3 separate regions of the Sus scrofa genome follow, and all the other regions are linked to region 2. Evidence: chromatin contacts called from public HiChIP or PLAC-seq data. All regions are on one chromosome and are shown on one strand. The core of a region is the stretch at or near the end of the contact, and the rest is flanking DNA. Distances in the headings are between cores, read along the strand shown.

Region 1 (4,483 bases), core at 62-2,561, 110 kb after region 2:
GCACCCAATAAATCCTTTTACAAAGCAGAGCATTTTAAAAAAATAATTCTTTCTTTGGTTTATGTATAGTTTTATTTTTTTATTTTTACATATCTTTCGTATTTACCTCATATTCATGTCATCACACACATACATATAATCTTGCACAGATATGTAGCCTTGTGATGAATATTTTACATAATTATCTTTTGTGCTCACTCACCAGTTTCCATACATCTAATATCCATTGTTCTTTTTCTGTGATTATTGGTCACCTCCATATATTTTATAATTTGGAACTTCTGAGTTTGCTGGAAATAGGGCAGACCTGGGTTTGGAGACTGGGCAGCAGTATTGACCCCACTAGGAGCACAACTACTCCACACACTGTGAAAGATCTGAGATTTTACCCTGTTGGCAAGCCAATTAAGTTAGCTTACCCCACGTTCATGGATGCCAGCAGAAAACATGAGATTCCTGGGTCAGAGACAAAAGACTTCACGATGGCGGAGCAAGCAGGATGAATATCGGAACATTTGTGTGAGCTTCCGTTGCCTCTAAATCCCTCATGGCATGACGTGGTGGGCCCAGAGCAATGCCTGAACATGCAGTGGGTTACATTATAGGAGAGGAATCAAGTCTCAGGGAGCCCACATCTTTTATAATGGGCAGTAAACAAACTTACCCCTTTTGCCCTGGAGAGAAACCATCCCAGTCTCCCAAGGCTCTGTGCAAACCTGCTGTTTGCTCCAGAGCAAGACACTGCCTCTGTCTTCTAAAGCTGTTTGCTATGCAAACACCTTTGGAAAGATAATCCAGGACAAAAGGCAGTTAGGGCATTATGGACAAGACATGCCGAAATGCAAGAGAGCCAGAGAGAATTGTCTCACAAGTGTATCTTACGCTTTCTTGGCTCTCTTGCTTTAGGGAAAGTTGGGCAGAAGTGAAGTTCTTTAGGATACTGGCCCAAGCATGATGGGGTCAGCAGCCTCATAGGGCAGCCTACTGTTTACATGAAACTTTCTGCCTTGTTTTAAAAGACTATTGTAGAAAATCCATCTCCTGTTGCCCATCCTGGGATTGGAATAGATTTCCTGTATATCTTGAGTTTGCCAGCCCGAGGAGGCTCCCTAGGAGGAAATGGTCATTGCAAAGTGAAGTAGAGTGTGTAGTTGCTGATATAAAAAGCAAACCACTGTGACCAGGGACTGAGGGACCTCAGAAGCCAGGCAGTGGAGCAGAAAGCAGTGAACTCACTCAGCAAAGGCTGTACGAAGTCTCCTCCCACTTGCAAGCCATCTGTGTCTCTGTGCTGGCTGGTACTGGACCTCCGAGCTTCCAGAAGGCCCTTTTATCTTAATAGCAGAGTCAGCCCTACCCACAGGTATACGTGCTCCTGGATTGGTGAGGCATGGAGAAGCTGCTAGCTTAGAAAGAACGTGAACCTATCACCATAATCAAAGGAGGTGCTGCCAGCCTGTGGACAGCCTCATGACCTTACAAGCTTAGAGGAATGTATTTTTAGACAGCACACATGCTTGGTTCTTTGGTACCGACTCACCAGTTTACATACCACCCCCTAAGTGAAGAGGCAGCCTAGAGCCCCAGTGTGGAAGGGTGCTGGGTGAATTATAAGCACAGTGTCTGGGTCCTTCCTCTCCCTGCCCCCGCCCCCCCCAGAGCCCTATGCAGCAGATCCGGTGTTTGTTCCAGCACAGAAGGAAGCAGGGGGAAGGGATGTCTTTAACTAGAGCTGGGCTATGGCCTGATGGGGAGCTGGCTCTCACCATGGGCTGTAGGTGTTTCTGTGTGTCTCTACCAGGCGCTGGCCTGAGAAAGCCCTCCCCAAAGAGCCAGGAAGGCTGTAAGGGAGGCAGCAGCTCAGAGATGCTGGCAGGTACTGCAGCCCTTAGGGGAGAGGACCTGAGAGGCTTCTGAGCCCCACAGATGACCTGGAATGGCAAGAAAAGGCAAACTTTGTACGTGATGAAGAAGGAAAAATAGTGTCTACCGGTAATGCCAGGGTTTTCAAAAGATAAACAAGATTATAGGCCTGAGAGGCACTGTGTGCTGTTTTAAAAGCAACTTTCCTCTAACCTTCTCTGGAAGTACTGGGTCTTCTCTTGCTGTAAATTACTGCCCCTCACCCCCAAAATCATCTTCTCACTCTGTAATCTGGGGCGGGTGGTTCCCAAGGTCTGCTGTTGGTAGCAGATTCTGAACGCTACGTGGAAGAGCTGCATGTGTTTGTTCCTGCCGCAGGTATTAACTGAGCACCTACTGTGTGTGCGCCAGGCCAAGCTGTATGCTGGGGATGTGAACGGGGTAGACTGGGCCACGGTTCCTAGGACGTTCACCTTCCAGTGGGGGGTCAGGAAGCAAACGAATGAACAATTTCCAGTAGTACTAAGGGCCAGAAAGAAAAATGGCTAGGCCGTGTACCTGGGGCATCTGAGATTAGGTGGCCCAAGAAGGCTGCTTTGCAGAGGCCAGGCGGGGGCAGATCAGGGCTTGGGATGCAGCAAGTGGACAGCAGGGGCCATGACCTAAGCATGGCTGAGCGTGGATGTTTAACAGCAACAAGGAGTGTGTGAAGCAGGTGGGGTATGTGGGGGCTGAGTTGCCCCAGCAGGCCGGGCAGACAGAAGTTGGGGAACCAGGGAACTCTGGAGCATGTCTCTTGTCACAAAGCTGTCCAGAAACAAGAGGGCGCCACACCTGTGTGGAAGCTGTGCCACGAGGCCCAGCCACAGGCCTCCAGGGTCTGTTTCATCATCTGCCAAATGGGTTCATCGTGGTTTATGAGGGCAGTCCAAGTGTGTAATGCCTAGGACACACTGTAAGCTGCAAAGGGCGAGGCGTCTGTGCTGCCACCCTGCCTGTCCTCAGGTGGCTCTGCTGCAGGACATGTGAGTCTCCTTTGCTCTGCTCTCTGCCTGCACCCCCCTTCTCTGTGCTGAGTCAGCTTACACCCCAGCCCTGAGTATACTTCCTGCTGATCCCTCCTCTCCCGTGGTAACTTGCGAAGCTGCAAGGAGCTCCCTTCTGAAGAGCTGATATCCAGATGGTTGATCTGGGCTGGAAAGTGGGGAGAGCTGAATGTTCCTGGACCAGCTGATGTGATAACAGAGCAGGGTCACGAGCTTCACACTCTCAGCTCTAGAACTGCCTGGTCTCACTGGGAATAATGAGTTTTGTGGGAGGCGGCCACGCCAAGGGCCCTTTTTATTTTGAAAGCCAGTGTGGGAGTTCCCTGGTGGCTCAGTGGATTAAAGATCCATCGTTGTCACTGCTGTGGCATGTGTTTGGTCCTGACCTGGAAACTTCCGCATGCTGCAAGCATGGCTGAAAAATGCCAGTGTGGATCAGATCCCCTGTCTTCCCCCATGTCATCCCTACAGCTCAAGGCCAGGGAAAGAGTCAGGTCACTTCGCTACACCAGGCTGCGTGTCTTCCTCGTCCAGAGATAATTCTAGGAGGGAACCGATCTCCAAATGCCCGTCCTGAACCCTCAGCCCCAAATGGAGTGTGTCCTAGGGTATCTTCCACAAGAAGCCTCTGATCCAGACAGAAATGCATTGTCTTTTCATGACTGCAGTCAACCCACCTAATTTAACATGCAGGAAAATATGCCCTGTCCAGAGAATGCAGAGTCCTGGATTCCAAGCGTAAGTCTTGCTGCTCACCATGGTCTGACATTGAATACGTTGAACTAGAAGTTCAGTAGAGCAACCAGGGATCAACTTGCATGTTGGCAAAGTCACCTGAGGCTAGTGATTTCAAACCTCTGTGACATTCCTGATGGCGCTACCTCGATCCTCCTGAGAAGAAATTGTTTCCTTACCTGATGTCCAAACAACGTCCCTTTATAAGGGTCAAGTCCTTTCACTCCTGCTTAGAGGGCAGACAGGTGAATTCACAGTAAATTCACACGCAGGTGTGGATGACTGTCAGGGTTGTTACCTGAGCTCAGGTGTGATAGAGCTGAACAGTGATGAGGCCATGTGAGCTTTTAGTGTGGCTGCCACACGGGACCAGGCTGTGCCATCATCGTGCTGCCCAGGGGTGAGGATTTGTCCGAGCTGAGGTGAGAGGTCTCTGAAAGGTTTTAGGCTGAGGCCCTGTGGTCGGATTTAGACTGGAAGGGACAGGGAACGAGTGAGGAGAGGGAAGATCAGTGGAGGCTGGATGGGGCATGGCAAGAACTGAGGGCAGCATGGCCTGGGCTGGGCAATGCAGGGAAGGAAGTAGGCCTGAGGTGTATTTCACAGGAACAGTCAGGAGCCTCACTGATGGATTGGGGCTGGGGCTGAGGGAGGGGTCAGAGGGAGGGGTTGAGAATGATGATGCCCAGGTTGTGTCGAGGGCAGCCCTGCCCGAGATGCAGACCCAATTTTCCCAGGACCTCTCCCTTAAGTCTGGCCTTGGACTTCACCCTGGGGGTGAAAGGAAACTTCTTCCCTCCTCCCTAACACAGCCGAAGCCTTTAGCTCATATGAAAGAT
Region 2 (4,731 bases), core at 550-3,049:
CAGCAATGCCAGATCTGAGCCACGTACAACACAGCTCACGGCAACGCTGGATCCTTAACCCACTGAGGGAGGCCAGGGATCGAACCTACGTCCTCGTGGATACTAGTCAGAGTCCCTTCCACTGAGCCACGACGGGAACTCCTAGAGAAGGCATTTTTTAAAATATTATTTATTTATTTATTTATTTTGTCTTTGTGCCTTTTCTAGGGCCACTCCTGTGGCATATGGGGATTCCCAGGTTATGGGTCTAATGGGAGCTGTAGCCATCAGCCTACGCCAGAGCCACAGCAACACGGGATCCAAGCCGCATCTTTGACCTACACCACAGCTCCCTGCAATGCCGGATCCTTAACCCACTGAACAAGACCAGGGATCAAACCCGCAACCTCATGGTTCCTATTCAGATTTGTTAACTACTGAGCCATGACAGGAACTCCTAAAATATTTATTTTTTAAATGTCAAAAGCTGTACATGCTAATTATGAAAAAATTATTTAACTCAAAACTATCTCCACAGGTGTAACTACTAAAACTACGAAGAGTTTGGAGTGTACATAGGGAAGAATCTTAAAAGACCATCCAGTTCAGCACCCACATTTCAGAAGTGAGAACCTTAAAGTGACTCTAATGCCTGTGGTATGAAGTGATTTGCTCCAGGTCACATATTTGGATAGCAGCATCATTTGGTGTTCCAGCATCCTTCCCCAAGAAAGTTGGAGGGATAGTGGGGGTACTCTGTACCAAGCAAATGTGTGAATGAAGTCCTAGATTGCTACATGGGTTCCGACAGTGCAGAGAACAAAGTATTGGTACGATTATGTTGTCAAACTCTTGGCGTCCATTTCAGATGCTTCACATTGGTCCACGGCCACAAAGCTTATTGTGACTGTGAAACAATAGGATTAGTTGTGAAAATACTACTTCTTTAAATATTTGAAACTAGAATGCAAAAAAAAATGTTGAAATAGATGGGGGGGTGATGTAAAATTGCATTAAATAGCAATTGTGTCCCAAGTCCAGGGACAGACAAATGATTTGGAAAGTCTGTTTTTCAGACCAGAGGGAATGGTGGTGAGAAAGCCAGAGTCTGGGGTCAGCTCATCACTGGCCCCCAACCCGGTGGATTTTCCCACCACTGTGTGCTCCCTTCCCTCCTCACAGGCCTGAGGAGGGTGGGTCCCCAGGAAGCTCTGGGTTTAAGGCAGTGGTGTTATGCAGCTTTGTAACCTCACTGGTAAATGATATCACAGATTGGTTACCAGGCCCAGATCGATGGACAACTCGGGCAGCAGATCGATCACATTTCCGGGGAGAATTTACCCTTTGTGACCCGCAGGGGGGCAGGTGGTTCCTCAAAACAGGCTCTGGCTTGAAGGATTTAATGCCGGTTCCTTCCCCATTCCTTGTTCAGCTCGGAGGGCCTGGACAGTAACAGCCGAGTAATAACCTACTTTTTCATTAAAAAGATGTGGGAGATAGGAGTGGGAGGGGGCCGTAAAGGTGAGGACAGAATGGCAAAAATCCGCTCCCAGAAGGAAAGCCAGGGTAGAGGCGCGCTGGGTTCACTTCCCCCCGCCCCTCCTCCCTCCGAAGCCACCCTGAGTTTCGGTGCCGGGGGAACTAGCACAGCGTCGCGCCAGGCCGCTGGCCGCGCTCTCGGCGCAGTGGGGGCGCGCGAGCCTGCCCTGGCCTCTCCGGCCAGGCAGCAGCCCCCTCCCCGTCGCCCCGAGCCCCTCCCCCGGGCCCGGAGCCCCTCCCCGCGCGCTTCCCCTCTCTCCCCTCCCTTCCCTTCCCTGCCTGCCCGGCCCTGCCTCCGCCTCCTGCGCCCACAGCCTCCGCGAGCGCCGAGCCCCCCGGAGCCGCAGCGCGGCCAAGGGGCGCCGCTGGCCCCTCCCCAGCGCGCTGTCAGCAGGCTCTGGGGCCCCCGCCCCGTCCCCTTGCCCACGGGACACACCCCCGCCCCTCCTCTGCTTCGCCAGTTCCCGCCGGACCCACCGGGCGGCGGAGAGAGCGGGCGGGCGAGCAGAAGAGCCGCGGCGGCGGCGGCGCGGGAGGGAAGGGGCTCGCGGCAGGCCCACCGGGAGCCACCCGGGCACACGGAGCCCGCGTGCCCTCCATACCGTCTCCGCCCAGCAGCCGTACCTGTGGGCGCCAGAAGCCCGGGCAGCGGCGCGCCGGACCGGGGTGGCGGGTGGCCCCACAGACCCGGAAAGCGGGGGAAGGAGCCGGAGCCCGACCGGGATGAGAAGGTGACGCCGCCGGGGGGCGCCACTCGCTTTGTAGGGGAAGATGCTCGCCTACTGCGTGCAAGATGCCACCGTGGTGGACGTGGAGAAGCGGAGGAACCCTTCCAAGCATTATGTGAGTACGGCCCCTACCGACCCCTGCGGAGGGGCTGGCCAGGAACCCCCAGAGGGCCCCCGGTAGCCCTGTGCCCCTAACCGCTGTTGAGTCTAGAGCCAAGTGCCCATAGGGCAGCCGTCAGTGATGGAGTTTCTTCGCTGGGCTCTGATTTCCAGGGAAGCCTTTTCTGACCTTCCTCCACTCCCCCCAGGCCCGTTTTCTTTTTTTGGCATTGGAATTGGCAAGTGGCTGCCCTTGTCTGTTACAACGGTGAAGTCATCTGTCCGCCTGAGCTTTGATGGATGGGGGTGGGGGGGAGCGTTCGTCAAACCCTCGCTGGGCAGCTCCGTTGGGAAGGAACATCCTCCCGGTCATCCCAAGGGGTTCGGGTCGCTCACGCTCACAGACCGAGATGCTTTCAGAGGCTTGCCCTGGGAAAGGAAGCCTCGCGCAAGCCCCCCACTTTTGCTCTGGTCTCTGCCTCCCTAGGCCTGGGTCTGGGGTCAGAGGGAAGCCGCCGCGCCCCATGCCCCACCTCCACTCTCAGCCCCGAGCTTTGGTTTCCTTAAAGTCATTGTGTCGGTCGGTGTGAGGAGAAATGTGGCTTTTCCTTTTATCCCTCCTCTGGACGTGACCCTTAACCGGGTTCATTTCCTCTTAAGTGATGCTCCATTTCCAGACAGGAGGCGGCAAATGTTTGCTGTGGTCTCCGAGGAACAGCCGGCCGCCCCTCCCCCTTCCTTCTTCAAACTTAATGAGAAGGGGCTAGAGTTGATTGAGCCGAGCTCCGGGCCTGTGGGACGGGTCTCCCTTTCCTTTCAGCCCGTCCTCTCTTCCCATCTTTCCCACCTTAGGAAGTAAACATTGTCCTTGACGCCTGAGGACTCCAGTCTGAGCAGCTTTGCCGCTGTACTTGAGATAGGAGAGACGGACAGCAGGGCACCCAAAGCCTAAGGACTGCATCTTATTTGCAAATTAGGCACTTAAAGGAACATTTAAAATGAATGCTCAGGAGTTCCGGTCTTGGCGCAGTAGTTAACGAATCCGACTAGGAACCATGAGATTTGCGGGTTCGGTCCCTGCCCTTGCTCAGTGGGTTAACGATCCGGCGTTGCCGTGAGCTGTGGTGTAGGTTGCAGACGCGGCTGGATCCCGCGTTGCTGTGGCTCTGGCGTAGGCCGAGGGCTACAGCTCCGATTCAACCCCTAGCCTGAGAACTTTCGTATGCCGCGGGAGTGGCCCAAAGAAATAGCAAAAAGACAAAAAAATAAAAATAAAGTGAATGCTCAAAGCATTAATTTATAACAATTAAAACAGGCTGTTGGTTGCAGCCCTAGACAGTACCTTGATCCCTGAAATGCCTTTTATTTCCTTTTTGGAAGGGGACTGGGATTTGTGCTAATGTCAGCCTCAGGCTACTCTTTCTGTCTTTATCCCCAGTAGCTCTGACCTTTGGGTTTCTTTATAGCAAAATAAATGGGTATGGGCTCAGTTTGGGGAGAAGGTAAACCAACCGGACAGAGAGGTGGGTGCTGGTGGAAGAGTTGTTCCTTCTGTGTTGCTGGCTCCGCAAGCGTCTAAACCTGCTGTTTCAAGAAAGCTCTTTTTGGAGGACTTAGGTCACTGAGTGGTCACCCTGCACTGGGGACAGATGTCCATTTGCATATCCCAGCACTCCTTATGATATCAGCCTTCCTAACTTCTCAAATGTTGCAGGCTAAGTTTTAGGAGTTCTTTTCTAGTCCTCTGGGTTGGCACTGCTTTCAACAGATGGCACTCTCTGCTCTGAGACCCAGGCAGGTGCTTTTCCCGGCTCTGGCTTTTAGGCAAAACATCAAATCTTGGCTTTGACCAATGATGTCCAAGATTACAGATGTAGAACCTACTGGCAACAAGCCAGGAGTGTTGCTGAAGCGACCGGAGACCCGCTGCAGTCAGTGTTGAGAGATGGTTACTGCTGAGGCTCTGACTTAGAGGCTCTTGTTTTAAGCCTGGCTCAGCCACTGACTTCGGGCGAATTATTTAACCTTAGTGGGGCCTCAGTTTCCTCATTTTAAAGTGAGGATAATAATAGTATCTACTTCATAGGGTTGTCTGGAGAATTAAATGAGATCATCCATGCGAAGCACTTAGGAAGTTCCTGGCACATAACAAGCACTCATTAAATGGTAGCTTATGATGGGCATGATTCTGACTAAGAAAGCACTTTTGAAAAGCAGCTATTAATGGTCTGGCAAGAAGGAAGAAAGATTTGGGGTTTTAAGATTGATAATAATTTCTTCTATGTGAAAAATACAAAAGAAGTCCTGTCCAGTTTCCTTGAAGCAATCATTTCCTGCCTTTTTATGGATAGTGTTTTCCGGGATGTCTCCGCTTCCCATGCAAGAA
Region 3 (4,416 bases), core at 780-3,279, 74 kb after region 2:
CCCCCACCCTGGTCCAGCCACCTCTTGTCCTACCTGGGCAGCTGAGCCACCTCCTCAGGGATCTCCCCACTCACACTCTTGTCATCCCCCCAACCAGTGATCCTTCTAAAAATAAATCAGATTGGATTATGGCCCCATTTGTAACCTTTCTGAATACCTCCCTTTCTTTGGGGAATGAACTCCCAACCCCTTACCCTGCGCCAGGACCCTGTGTGGTGGGCCCTCACCCGCCCTTCCAGACTCCTCCTGTCACCCTCCTTCCCTGGCTCTCAGCTCGCCACTCTCCCGCTTGATCTTGGGACACTAGGTGCAGTGCAGCCTCGAGGCCCTTGCCATTGCTGTTCCCTCTGCCTGAAACTCCCTTCCCCCAGGTCTTCAAGCAGCTGACTCCTTCTAGGCACTCAGGTGACACTTCTCAGAGAGGCCTTTCTTTGATCACTTCTTCAGAGAGCTCCCCCCGCCCCCAGCCCTGCCACGCTGTCACATTCTAGTTGTCTTCAAGACATGTATCACAATATTATTATCTTATTGAGCTCTGTCTGTTGTTTACATCTCATCCCTGCTGGGATGTGAGTGTTAGGAGAGCAAAATCTTGCTCGTTCATTGTTTCTGTTGTCCCAGTGCCTAGAACAGTGGCCGACACCTAGCAGGTGCTCAGGAAATTGCAGTCCAGTGAATGGATGGATGCAGGGCAGGTGGGCACTCAGTGCAGGGAATGGGTTCAGAGGCCTGCATCTCCTTCTCCACACCAGAGAAAAGGTCTGCTAATAGCTCCTGTTCCTTCTCCTGAATGCTCATCTTTGCTTATAGGCTAGACTTAGTATTGGGAACACTTGTTAAGGATTAGCTGGGACAGAAAGTAACTTTCAACTTTAAAAATATTAGAGTACAGGATTTCCCGTTGTGGCTCAGTGGTTAATGAACCCGACTAGTATCCATGAGGACGCAGGTTCGATTCCTGGCCTCGCTCAGTGGGTTAAGGATCCGGCGTTGCTACGAGATATGGTATCGGTCGCAGATGCAGCTTAGATCCCGCGTTGCTATGGCTGTGGTGTAGGCTGGTGGCTACACCAGTTCCGATTAGACCCCTAACCTGGGAACCTCCATATGCCACCAGTGTAGCCCTAAAAGACCAAAAAAAAAAAAAAAAAAAAAAAAAAATAGAGTCACTTTCTTCTATTCTTAATCCTGTGCTTATCCTGAATCACAGGCTCCAACAGGAATATCTTCAAGGGGAAGATATTCTTATTTGTAAGAAATATGTGATTAAATTCCCAATTATCTTTATAAAAAAGATAAAATGATGCTCTAATAAGAGAGAATGAGAATGAGGTTTGAAGTACCTCTTTCTCTTCTTGTTTTTAGTTATATTTTCTTTGGGATAGCACAGGTTTAGTGACAGGAGACTACAAGTCATATTTTCCAAAGGAAAATCTTATTTTCCATTTTGAATGCTCTTGTATTGTTTGAAATTTTGTTACCATGTGCCTGTTACTTACACAAACTATTTTCGTATTTGCTCTAAAATATTTATAAGAATTGCTATAGAAGAAAATTTTTGCCTTGGGAAAAATATACATTTTTTAATAAAAGAAAAGTCTATGCATGGAAATAATATCTTTGGTTTATGAAGGAAAAGAAAGATTAGCTAGAATCCTGGCAGCAGAGTGAGGGCTTTCAAATTTTAAGGTGCCCAATTAGCATCTCGTTAAAATGCAGACCCTGATTCAGCAGATCTGCCTGGGGCTTGAGATTTTGTGTTTCCAGCAAGCTCTCAGGCCCTGATAGGGTTAGTCTCAGGGTCACATCTTGAGTAGTAAGGACAGGGAGTATTGGAAAAATACATTTGAAGCCCTCCTCCATTTCTTTCTTTGTCAAATGTGATCTTTCTCTCCTTTGTGACCAGGTAGGAATTTGGCCTGGTGCATCTGGAGAGGAAGGCTGTCCAGCACTTCCCAGAAGCGGTCAAGGGTGGTGTGGGCTGCCTCAGAGGGACAGTGTGTTCCTAGAAGTGTTTCTGTGAGCTTGAATGGTCACATGTCAGGGGTGTGATGCCTGTAGGGGGAGGGGGAGGAGCCTCCCTGTACCTTCTCAGACTTGTGAAACCAGGATCTCAAGGTGGGGCTTATTCACCTAAGGCAATTCTTACAGGTCGTCTGGCACGTCCTCAGTCCCCACCCTTCTCTGTCCTTCCAGGGGAACGCTTGGCATTCTGAATACTGTGTGTGTGTGATTTGGTGGATAGGGCAGGGGGAGGAGAGGGGATGGCTTGGTTTCAGGAATAGTTCAATCATGTAGGATGTGATGCCTGACTTGACTGGATCTAACGGCAGGGAGTGGGGTACTGCATTTTATATTAAGTCTTTCCTCTTTAAGTTTGGTTCAACAGACCTTGACTGAGAGCTCCTTTGTGTTAGGGCAGGTTGATTCTGTGTGACAAACTCTCAGTGACTTGATACAATAGAGGTTTATTGTTTTTCTGAGTCAAGACCAAAACAAGTTACTGGAAGGCTCTATTCCAGGTAGTCAGTCAAGGAACCTAGATTGTCCCATTTAGGGACTCCATCCCCCATGAATCTCTGTATCCACCCAGCATGAAAGGGAAGAGAGAGTATGAAAGATTGTAGGGAGATTATATGGGTTGCCTGCTCATATTCCATTGGTCAGAATTCAGTCACATGACTGTACCCCTCAGCAAGGGAAACTGGGAAATGTAGTCTTTTTGCATGCCCAGCTACATGCCAAGACACTGTGATGGATAGCAGGCACTTGATATCAAGGCATAGACATTGCTTACAAGAGGTTTACAAGGATGCAGGTGTAAAAACAAATAAGTACAATATAGTATTAAGTGCAGTTCCAGATGTGTGACCCAACAGAAGCAATCTGGAGAGGAGAGGAAATGAGGGCTAAACCTGTGCATAGCCCTCAGAAGTGGTGACAGAAAGAGATCATGTGGGGTGGGGCATTCTAGATAAAAGGAACAGAATGTGCAAAGGCACAGAGCTGTGGAACAGCATGTTCCATCCACAGAGGATGCACGCAGGTCATTCAGTATTTGGGGACATGCAATTGACAAGGTCAGTCAGGGCAGAGTTCATGAATGGGCTTGTGTCCTATGGGAGGCAGAGAGCCAACAAAAGCCTCAAAGCTGTGATGAAATGAACCATCAGAAGGGAGCAGATTGCAGTAGCATCAGGATGGTGTGGACTTAGCACTCGCCTCAACAGAACCTTCAAAGGTCTGTTTTGGTCTCTTGTGCTGTGGAATATCTCACAGGGAAGGATGTGAGAGAGTGGCAGGTGACCTACCCAGCAGCACCCCTGGCAGGAGTTCCCTGGGTCTGCTGGGATTTTCCCAGGTTCACCTAACAGCATAGGTTTCACTTCCAGAAGCTTCAGGGTCACTCCTAAACAAGGGAGAAGTGAGCTCTTGCCAGGGCCAGGCCACAGGGAAGAGCTGAACTCTGCCCTCTGACCCCAGCCTTCTTTAGCCCATTCTTTGCTTTTTTCTTTTGCACAAGACTTGGAGGGAAGGAATAAGGATGGGGCTTGGAATAGAGAAAAAATAGGGAAACGAGATGCAATGGAGAAAGGGGAGGAGGAAATGCAATGTTGGATTGTCCACTGGAAGCATCCCTTTCTTTCCAAGAGGAGGGTTAAGGCAGCGCCTGGGGACCAGCTCTGGAATTTCTCTGCCTCAGCATCCTGGACCTAGGACTACCAAGCATCTGTCTTGGTCTTGTCTCTGCCAGGAACATGCTGTCTTTGTCCCAAACTTTGGCTTGACTTTGATCACACAGCAGCTGGGGCACTTTGGGGACCACAGTTCTGGGCCATTTGCAGGGATAATCAGGATGAGTGGAATGGAGAAACACTCAGACTGGGGTGTGGTTAAGCCGGACAGAGAAGGTAGGGGTCCGTCCACCTTCCTCCCCTCTTCACCGACGTCAGGGCCTCTCACCCTTTGTTGATGGTGCTTAGAGGTTTGTATGGGAGACAGAAGTGGCAGGCAGCTCTGAGACCATGTCAGGGGTCTCTGGGGAAGCTAAGGGATAGTGAGAAACCCCCCACCAGGAGGGACCAGAGAAACCTCAGCCAGGACCCTGCTGGAACCACCACCCCAGTATGGGCAGGCTTTTCTTAGGTGACTTCGTTCTCCACGGGGAGTGTCAGTGCCAACACCTGGACTGGCGCCAGGGTCTCTCTGATGGTGCATCCTGCAGGCAGATGTCTTTCCCCACTGCTCCATCCCATGTTCCAGGCAGATTTATCTTTCCAGAGCTCCACTTTCTGCTCAGCATCCTCCGCAGGTTCCCTCTTGCCCAGAGGAGGAAGTCCAGGTTCGTCCTACTAGTCTCAGATGACCTCTCCAGCCCACTCCTCACACCACTGGCCCCTACTATCTCTGCCCCAG

The links. HiChIP or PLAC-seq counts read pairs in DNA pulled down with a chosen protein or histone mark.
Region 1: an H3K27ac HiChIP or PLAC-seq map of skeletal muscle shows a contact between it and region 2. The contact joins the enhancer-like site here to the promoter of SH3PXD2A in region 2. A contact is called at or near these places in 4 of 5 promoter capture datasets (fetal liver, liver and skeletal muscle), 6 of 47 Hi-C or Micro-C datasets (embryonic fibroblasts, liver, psoas muscle and 1 more) and 1 of 2 datasets of contacts at active chromatin or transcription factors (skeletal muscle).
Region 3: an H3K27ac HiChIP or PLAC-seq map of skeletal muscle shows a contact between it and region 2. The contact joins the enhancer-like site here to the promoter of SH3PXD2A in region 2. A contact is called at or near these places in 1 of 5 promoter capture datasets (liver), 8 of 47 Hi-C or Micro-C datasets (liver, psoas muscle, retroperitoneal adipose tissue and 2 more) and 1 of 2 datasets of contacts at active chromatin or transcription factors (skeletal muscle).

What each region holds. Positions count from the first base shown.
Region 1 is chr14:114,665,884-114,670,366 of Sscrofa11.1, reverse strand. All of the region lies in intron 3 of SH3PXD2A (SH3 and PX domain-containing protein 2A), which reads left to right. Among named protein-coding and RNA genes, the nearest start is that of SH3PXD2A, 110 kb to the left of the region's middle. Within about 2 kb of position 1,311, at least 22 of the 83 cell types and tissues checked have an H3K27ac peak or open chromatin away from gene starts, as enhancers often do. A contact at or near this core is called in liver and skeletal muscle, where this site is marked.
Region 2 is chr14:114,774,319-114,779,049 of Sscrofa11.1, reverse strand. It overlaps SH3PXD2A (SH3 and PX domain-containing protein 2A), which reads left to right and starts at 1,799. Exons shown (of 15, transcript XM_021072762.1): 1 at 1,799-2,361. The coding sequence starts at 2,290.
Region 3 is chr14:114,700,529-114,704,944 of Sscrofa11.1, reverse strand. The region is part of intron 2 of SH3PXD2A (SH3 and PX domain-containing protein 2A); the gene reads left to right. Among named protein-coding and RNA genes, the nearest start is that of SH3PXD2A, 75 kb to the left of the region's middle. Within about 2 kb of position 2,029, at least 9 of the 83 cell types and tissues checked have an H3K27ac peak or open chromatin away from gene starts, as enhancers often do. A contact at or near this core is called in skeletal muscle, where this site is marked.